Regions from separate parts of the Mus musculus genome. Here region 2 is linked to region 1. Evidence: chromatin contacts called from public ChIA-PET data. All regions are on one chromosome and are shown on one strand. Each heading gives the region's core, a stretch centred on a gene start, on an enhancer-like site or on the middle of the called end of the contact. The rest is flanking DNA. Distances are from core to core; before and after follow the strand shown.

Region 1 (4,683 bases), core at 1,405-3,904:
TAAATCACCTTTCCTCTCCTCTCCTCCCCTCCCTTCCCCCTTCCCCCTTCCCCTCTTCGTTTCTTCTTTTTTTTTAAATTTTTTTTTTTTTGAGACACAGTTTCTCTGTGCATCCCTGGCTGTCCTGGAACTCACTCTATAGACCAGGCTGGCCTCGAACTCAGAAATCTGCCTGCCTCTTCCTCCTAAATGTTGGGATTAAAGGCGTGTGCCACCACTGCCCGGAGGCAATTTCTTGTTTGAGGGTTTCTTCTCAGATTACTCTAGATTATACCAAGTTGACAGTTAAAGTTAACCAGGACACATATTGCAGTATCATTCATAGTTTTAGTCATCCACCAGGGATTTTGGAATGTATTCATAAAGATAAAGAGAGCACACTATATATTTTACATTAACAGAAATTGTCATAACAATTATTTCATAATAAAATCAACTCTGGAAACAGACAAGTTAACATTTTTAAAATAGTCATTTGATTTTATTTTTATGAGTGTTTGCTTGCTTTTATGTATGTGTACAAAAATGTACTTGGTGACTGGAAAGACAAAGAGAGTGTGTCGGGGAAGTTAAGTTACAGTTTGTTTTGAGCTGCTGTGTGGGTGCTTGGAACTGAACTCAAGTCCTCTGAAAGAATAGCAAGTGCTTTTAACTGTCAAACTACTGTCACCCTAGTTTCTAAATTTATTATTTATTCAACCATTCAGTTATTATATAATATTGTAACTTCTGTCTGTGAGTTCTGGAAATATCAGTAAAATTTTGAATGGTGTTTGTTTGTTTTTACCTGCTGTCTTCTCATTTTCAGAGCAAGTTTTCAAACAATAGACAAAGCCAGAGCTTCTTTCATTCTCTCTCCTCCCTTAAGTTCTCATCCCTATCTTTCTTTAATTAAAGTGGATAATTTCCAACTAGCACTTGTGTCTCTTGGTGTCCATTTTCCCATAAAAGTAAAAAAAAAAAAAAAATCAGACAGCAGGATGCTACTGAAATTGCTTCTTTGTCGGTTTTTACTTCATTCTCAGCTTGCATTTACAAAAGCATTGGCCACATGCAGATCTTTACTGATGCAATCCCTCGGATATCCATAGCCACCTGGGAGGATACAGTAAACATATAGATAATAATGTACTGTGATGTAGAGATAAAAAGAAGCCATAGGCAGCTGAGGCCCTGGAAAGAAGGGGATCATGCCTGAAGGAAGTGATGCTGTTGGCAGGCAGGTGATGGAGCAGTGCTCCTTCAAGCAGGAAACGCAGCATGAGAAAAGACAATGAGAGTAGAACATCCAGGATTTGAGCTGGTGTTGGATCACAAGTTTATTGTGGGAATTTGTAGATGAGACCTCATAGAAGAGGGCATCAAATCACAAGGTAAGGAGGGAAGATTTGAGGCTGAGCTTCCATGACACTCACAGATGGCTGCTGAGCAAGGGAATGGAATGATTAAAATGGGATTTTGGAAAGACAGAAATATAACTTAGATTTGATATAATGAAAACATTGGCAAAGGGGATAGAGAGCGGCCTTGGCAACCTACAAGAACTGACTGACTTTGGAACTCTGGGAAACTAAATTGTTACATCAATATCTATATTTACATTAGCTATCAAAGGATAAAAAGGGATTAGGTGAAGTGATGCTGGGGCTTGTCACTTTCGTGTGGAAGAATGATAATGGAATTGCCAAGAACATTGAAGCTGATAGTACAGATTTGCATGTGACGTAGAAAGATAAGCAGACCAGTTCTGACATTAGCTGACACAGAAAGGCATCTGATTCCCAAGGCAGTTTAGATATCTTTGGTGCTGGGATGTATTGGACTCTTCCTGCTCTTCCTCCACCCTTCTCACCAGTTCCTCTTCCCTGTATCTTCTTACCCACTCAGACTGTTGGCCACATTTATTCTAGATACTCCACTGATAGCTGCCTCTCTTGTTCTCTGTGACCTCTGACTTTAATTTCTTGTGAGTCTCCTGTGCTCCCTTGCTCTCTGAGTCCACATCCCTACTTTCTTACTCAGTTGATTCTTCCAAAACATTTCCCTAGGAGGCTCAAGGTAAGGTCAGAGCTTCACTGACTGCCTGTAAAGAAATGATATCCAGAAAGAAGCATTTAGCTTCTATTGGGTTATTACAGTTTGGATCTTAAATATCTCCAAATATCCATGCGTTATAGGCATGATTATCAGCTTCTGAGTCCTGCTGTCAATTAGTGAAATCTATAAAAGATAGACCTACTGAGGTGAGGATGTAGGACATGCCTTTGAAGGAGATATTGGGTCTGTGAAGCCCTCTGTCTGTCTCTTTGCTGTCTGATGAACTGAGCAGTTTCCTCTACTCAAAAGTTTCAGCCATGATTGCCACTGTACCATAGGCTAAATGGGTCAAGTGAGCCCGGACTGAAATCTCTGACAGTGAATGTCAGCAAACTCTTTCCCTTTAGGTTGATGTTTTTATGACTAAACGCAAAATATCTTTCCTGCTTCATGTTAAGAAATCTCATAGTAAATGCTTACATCCTTACTGAAAAATACTTATAATGGGGCATTTGCCAGTGGAACTTCCCCTTGTTGCTCAGTGACTCCAGCTTGTCATTAACATGACATATCAGCCACCATGTCTTGTTGGCATTGTAGGCTCTTGCTCACTCCCACTTTCATGTTATTTAGTCTCAGACATTCTTCCAGGTGGTACTTCTGTCTCACCCTGACACAGACCCTGCCCATGAGGCTTCCACAGACTCTTTCCCAGTCTTTGACCAATCCCACCTGAACTGGGAAAATGCTTGAATGATTTTTGAGTGGGTACTGGTTTTTCCCTTTAGGAGAGACTTGGTGTTTTCTAACTACTGGAATCTTGTGGGTGAAATCCAAAAATTCTGTTAGGTACCCTACAATTTTCAAGGTGGCCCTCACAAAAATTATCTTACCCAAAATGTCAGGAGTACTGAAATGAGCTTCTCAAGCCTAGAACAACAGTTGCAAAGTACACCCGACACTCTCACTCTAGGAAGCAGCCTGCACTTTTGCTGTTGGCTTCCTGCCCCTGCCCCCCCCCCCCCATTCCCCCAACTTCCTCTGCCTAGCACCGTGGATATGATTGCCACACCTCAGGTGCTGCCTTGGTTTATCTTCAGCTGAGTTCTTTCCTGTCCTCTCATGTTTTGTTTTGTTTTGTTTTTTAACTTTCATTGTTCCTTACTACATTCCAGATATCTCTCTATAAAATGTCCTCTGGGACTCAGTCTTCCACCCCTTATGATTGACTCAGGGATGCCTCTGACTTCCCATAGCTTTCTCTTTGGGGCCCAAGAAACTGTCTTTCTCACCTCTGGAGGCTCAGTTTTCAGCTGGAGTGTTAGAGTTGTAGTGAGCAGAGAAATGTATCTGGGTTATGAGGCCCTCACTCTCCCAACATCCCACCAGAGTTTAGAAATTGCATCCTCTTAGGAGATGGGTGACGGTGAGGCTTCAAACAAAAAAGAGAAAGTATTTTTGGGAGATACATAAAGCCTCAGGGTGGGGGTAGCTTAGGTCAACATTTGTCTGGGCTCTCTGAGGGATGTTGTTTATACTGTGAGCTAATCTTATAGGGGAACTAGTCTTCAGTTCCAAAAAGAAACTTGTCTCTTCCTTGAACTGGCAAGATGGCTCAGACAGGAAAAGATGGACACCCCAAGCCTGACACACACACACACACACACACACACACACACACACACACACACACACACACACACAGCACTCCCAAAATAAGTTTAAAACAGTCTTTTAAAGTCCTCTTCTGTGTTTCAGGAGTGTCATGAGTAGAATGAGAGTAATCCTCCTAGACTCATATGTTTGAATGCTTGGTGTGGGATGCTCAGTGGGGAAAGGACTGGGAGGTGTAGTCTTGTTGGAGGAAGTCTCTGAGATGTGTTGGAGGGTGGTCAGCTTTGAGGTTTCAAAAGTCTACACCAAGCCCAGTCCTTATCACTTTCTCTCTGTCTGTAATTTGCCTATCAGACGTGAGCTCTCAGCTACTTCTTCAACACTATGCCTGCCTGTCTGTTCCTGCCATATTACCCATCATGATTATCATTAGATTAACCCTCAGAAACTGTAAGTAAATCCCAAATTAAGCAAATTATTATGGGACAGTCGCTAAGATAGGAGGGAAACAGAGGTAGGAGGCAGGATTTGGATAAAACCCAGAGAGACACTGAGTCTGAGACAGTTTTGGTTTTAACTAAAAAAACAAACAAACAAACAAACAAAAAAACAAAACAAAACAAAAAAAAACCCAGCCTGTAAAAGTGACATATTTGGGGTATGATTTCCCAGGGTCCAGTTCTTGTGTAAATGTACTGGGTTTTGTTAGTTTTTTGTGACTATTCTGCAACTGTGATAATCTTTGGAATGGTATTATAACTTTTACAAACCTACCTGTATCCCTCACAGCAGCCACACTGCAGACATTTAAAATATAAACCTGACTCATTGGTCTTGGGTGAACAATAAATAAATGAGACAGTCAATGGATGGATTAGGAAAACAGAAGCCAGTGCTTCAGGACTTACATCCAGGGCAGTTCCTGCTTCATGGTACGAATGCCCCACTAGTGGAAACAATATGTTTAATACCTAAATAGGAGCAATTTAATACTGAAAATCAGTGCTTTACTTAATGTTAACTCTATGATAC
Region 2 (4,289 bases), core at 1,271-3,770, 190 kb before region 1:
GCAAACTAGTAAGAGATTATCTAGATTAAATCATGGAGGTGAGAAGATCCTACATGTAGGCAGCAGCATTCTAAAGGCTGGATTCCAGCTTGATAAAAAAGAAAGTACGCTGGGCATTGACATCCACCATTCTCTGCTTTGTGACTATAGATGCACTGTGACCTGCTACCTCAAGCTCCTGCTGCCAGGACCTTCCTTGTCATGATGGGCTGTACTTTGGATTGTGAGCCAAAATAAATCCCCACTCTCAAGTTGTCAGAGTATTGTATCACAACAAGAAAAGTCACTCAGGCATTACTAAACTAGATCTCCAAACGCAGTGCTGCAGCCTGTCATGATGGCAGCGAGCTTTTTTATTTATTTTGTTTTTCCAGAAATGGAAAAGCCAGTTCTCATATTTATGTAGAATTACAGGGATCAGAAACAGCCAAAATGATTCTCAGAAAGAAGACAGAAGTCGATTTCAAAATTTAATCCAAAGAACTACAGTAATTAAAGCAGCGTGTTATTGCCTAAGGCCAGAACAGCCAAAACAATTATCAGTACCTCCTTACATACATAGTCAAATGATATTTGAGATTGGTATAATGTCTGTGAATGGGAAAAATAAGTATTCAACAAATATTGCCAGATCAACTGAGTTTCTACTTATACAGGAATATTTGCCCAGCACTCAGGAGGCAGAGGCACAGATCACTATAAATTCAAGGCCATCCTGGTATGTATTGGGTTCTGGGTCAGCCAGTGCTATACAGTGAGACCCTGTCTCAAACAAAAGAAAGCAAAGAACTAAGGAGATGGCTCAGTTGGTTACTGCCTGCCACAAAATCATGAAGATTGGACTTCAGATTCCTGGCACCCATGGAAAGATCTGATGTCTGTCAGACAAGGGCTGGGAGTAACACTAATAAGTGGACTCCCAGAATTCATTGCCAATTCGACAGCCAGTCTAGCCACATTAGCGAGACCTAGATTCAATGAGAGATGTTTCAAATAATAAGATAGTGATTTAGGAAGACACTCATGTCTACCTCTAGTGCACACAGACACACACACCAGCATGAACATACACATACACTACACATGAAAACAAACAAAAATGAATGTATTTGGAGGCCTATATGACACTACACATAAAAGATAATACAGTGTCAGTCAGTGATATAAATATGAGTTAAAACCATTAAATTATTAGCTGAATATGTGGCAAATATTCCTGAAGTATAAAATGATGGTCTTTAAAATATATGAGCAAATGTACAAGCGACAAATGGGTAAAAAGAACTTTATAAATAGTAGGAACATGGGGACATGAAGGGATGTTGTCATTAGAATGAAAAGAATTGTTTACAATAATATCTTCTGGTAGCCCACAGAACATTGTAATCATATGTCCAACAAGAATTTAATAGAAGAGTAGAAAAGTAACAATCGAAAACAAAAAGGACATGAGCCAACTGTGTGGCTTATACCTCTGAGCACTCATGAGGCAGGGGAATTGTTGTGAGCTCAAGATCAGTCTGGTAACAGTAAGTTTCAGGCTACTGCAAACTGCATAATAAAACCTAGTGCAAAAACAAAACAAGGGTAAAGAACTAGAATGAGCAAAAAGGCAAAAGGCAACTGGTTGCACCTAGCATTGTGAAAACAAAAATCACTGGTAAAATTTCTGATCTATGAAAACATCTCCCAAAAGAGTAAAGGCAGTGTTGGCAAGGAAGCGGAGCTATTGGAGCTTCTGGGCATCACAAGTGAGAATAAACAGGAAGTTGTTAAAGGCTGAACACAGAATCACACAGGGCAAATGTGTAGACAGAAGCAGGTAGATGACCAGGGGCTAGAAGATGGAGAAAATGACAGCTCCTGCCTGGTATTTTTATGAGTTTCTGTTTGAAATATGATAGATTTTTAGGGGCAAAATGTGCTAACACTATACAATACCTGAAAGAAGTGTTTATCATTAAAGTGTACATTTAAAGTGACAGTGTGGCAAATCATACATTATTTATGACACCACAATTCAAGCATGCGCACTGGGTGACCGTTCCTCAATGCCAAGTGCCTCTGAGAGTGAGGAGAAAATGGAAAACTTGTGCCCTGCTGGTAGGTTGCAAAATGGCTTAGCCCTTTTAGAAAATTTCCCAACTGATCAAGTTAGTCCACATCTTCTTTTCTTTTTTGTTAACCCCATACTGTTATTACCTCAAATGTCTATCAACTGCTGAATAAGTCAATACAGTATATATAGCTATATTATATTGAATACTATTAGCTATAAAAAAAAAGGAAGAAACTATTCATCCACACAATGTAGCCCAACTTCTAAACATACATACTGAGTGAAAAAAAGCCAGGTCCAAAATTTACAATGTGCATTTATACAACTTTCTCGAAAACCCCAGTCTTAAGTGACTTAAAGATCAATAGTTTGGGAACACAGGAAGAAGTGCAGAAAGCGCCTCCCAGCTTTAGTATGACAGTTGCCTGACTGTTGTGGGGTTTCTCACTTTTGCCAGGGCTCTTTCCTGCACCTGCACACTTTCACTATGCACAGTAGGCAATGTGTCAACCTCACCTCAATAGAACAAGTATAAAGACAAGTAGTTGAAATTGGCAACGTGTGTGTGTGTGTGTGTGTGTGTGTGTGTGTGTTCGCATATGTGTGTTTTTCCTTGGTGGTACACTAGTTTTCCCTTTATTTTTTGAGAAAAATTTTAAGAGGAAGCTAAAAAAGCTAGCTAACAGGAGCAGCACTGTCGTCTGATCAATGAAAGCTAGCTTCCTCTTATGGAGACTGTGATTTTAAGAACACAATTGCTTTCCACCTCCACACACTCACAAAGTTTGCAACATTACCTGCTTAGAGTCCTGATTTAATTTTCCAAAATCTAAAATACATGTGTATATAATATTTTTGTTGTTGTTTTGTCTTTTTTCAAAAGAGGGTTTCGCTGTGTAGCATTGGCTGTAGTCTTGGAATTTACTCTGTAGACTAAGCTGGGCTCAAACTCAGGGATTCACCTTCCTCTGCCTCTCAAGTGCTTGGATTAAAAGCATTCACAGCCTGGCTGTGTAAATTTAATGAAATGACTGTCAGTGCAACTGGGCTTCCTTTTTTTTTTTATTCCAGCTAATAAATATAGCATCTGTTTATTAGGTTCAGGGTATTAGCAACTGGCAAAGCTGATTAACTCCAGATGACAGCAAGGTTCCAGTTGGCGGCAACTCCCTTCACTTCAGCTCAGGACTCACTTTTAGGACACTCAAACTTTCCTTATTCCTCCCCACACTGGGTGTGGTGGTTTGAATAGGTTTGGCCCCAACAGACACATGTGTTTGAATGCTTGGCCCATAGGGAGTGGCACTTCTAGGCGATGTGGCCTTGTTAGGGTTTGTGTAGCATTGTTGGAATAAATGAGTCATCTGTGAGGGGGCGCTGTGAGGTCTGCTGTGCTCAAGATCTATCCAATGTGGAACACAGTCTCCCAATCTCTTCCTGGCTGCCTTCATATCAAGATGTAGAACTCTCTGATCATCTAGCTCATGTCTGCCTGCAGGCTACCATCCATCCTGCTATGATGACAATGGACTAAACTCCTGACACTGTAAGCCAGTCCCAATTAAATGTTCTTCTTTATAAGAGTTGCTCCAATCTGCCTTTCATTGACTCAAACCCTCCCCCACTCAAGTCATATAAACTCCTCATCTTCCTCTGCTTGTTTCCCACTAGGACCTTAGAACAAACTACTCACAACTAACTACTCACAACTGTACTAATTTTACACTGAACAAAAGCTATGTCCCTTTCAATTACTATAGCAAAACATGGGACATGGTAGGAAACTGGAAAGTCCAACATCATAGAACCCACATCTAGTAAGAACCTCCTTGTTCCTTCATAGTATACTAGGAGGCATAATGTTCCAAGACAATCTTCTTATTCTTATAATGCCACAAACATCATATGGAAGCTCTATTTTATGACCGGATTTAATTCTGATTACATCCCTGAGACCTCACCTCCAAACACCACCAGCATATTAAGTTGAGCAGGTTTTCAGTAGAACTTTCAGGAAAGATATTCAGCTATGACAAACTGTACCTTAATCTGTCTCTGATTCTGAGGACAGCACAGGCAATATTGTTTAACTGATGTAGACATACAAGGCAACTGGGCCACATAGACCACGTAACTGGCCCCACTTAGGGACAAACAAGACTTTAATTCCCTCTCTGTCACCATTCCTTTCTCTTACTTATCTCTCTCATTCCCTTCAGTGTCCCATTGG

Evidence for each region. ChIA-PET counts read pairs in DNA pulled down with a chosen protein or histone mark.
Region 2: a contact with region 1 is called in an RNA polymerase II ChIA-PET map of memory CD8 T cells, with 26 read pairs. The contact joins two enhancer-like sites. A contact is called at or near these places in 5 of 484 Hi-C or Micro-C datasets (3T3-L1-derived adipocytes, CD4 T cells, the HPC-7 cell line and 2 more) and 1 of 115 datasets of contacts at active chromatin or transcription factors (memory CD8 T cells).

Annotation. Positions count from the first base shown.
Region 1 is chr7:58,567,387-58,572,069 of GRCm38.p6, reverse strand. No RefSeq gene overlaps it. Among named protein-coding and RNA genes, the nearest start is that of Atp10a, 88 kb to the left of the region's middle. Within about 2 kb of position 2,654, at least 22 of the 459 cell types and tissues checked have an H3K27ac peak or open chromatin away from gene starts, as enhancers often do. A contact at or near this core is called in memory CD8 T cells, where this site is marked.
Region 2 is chr7:58,757,707-58,761,995 of GRCm38.p6, reverse strand. The region is part of intron 2 of Atp10a (ATPase, class V, type 10A); the gene reads right to left. Among named protein-coding and RNA genes, the nearest start is that of Gm39019, 29 kb to the right of the region's middle. Within about 2 kb of position 2,520, at least 17 of the 459 cell types and tissues checked have an H3K27ac peak or open chromatin away from gene starts, as enhancers often do. A contact at or near this core is called in memory CD8 T cells, where this site is marked.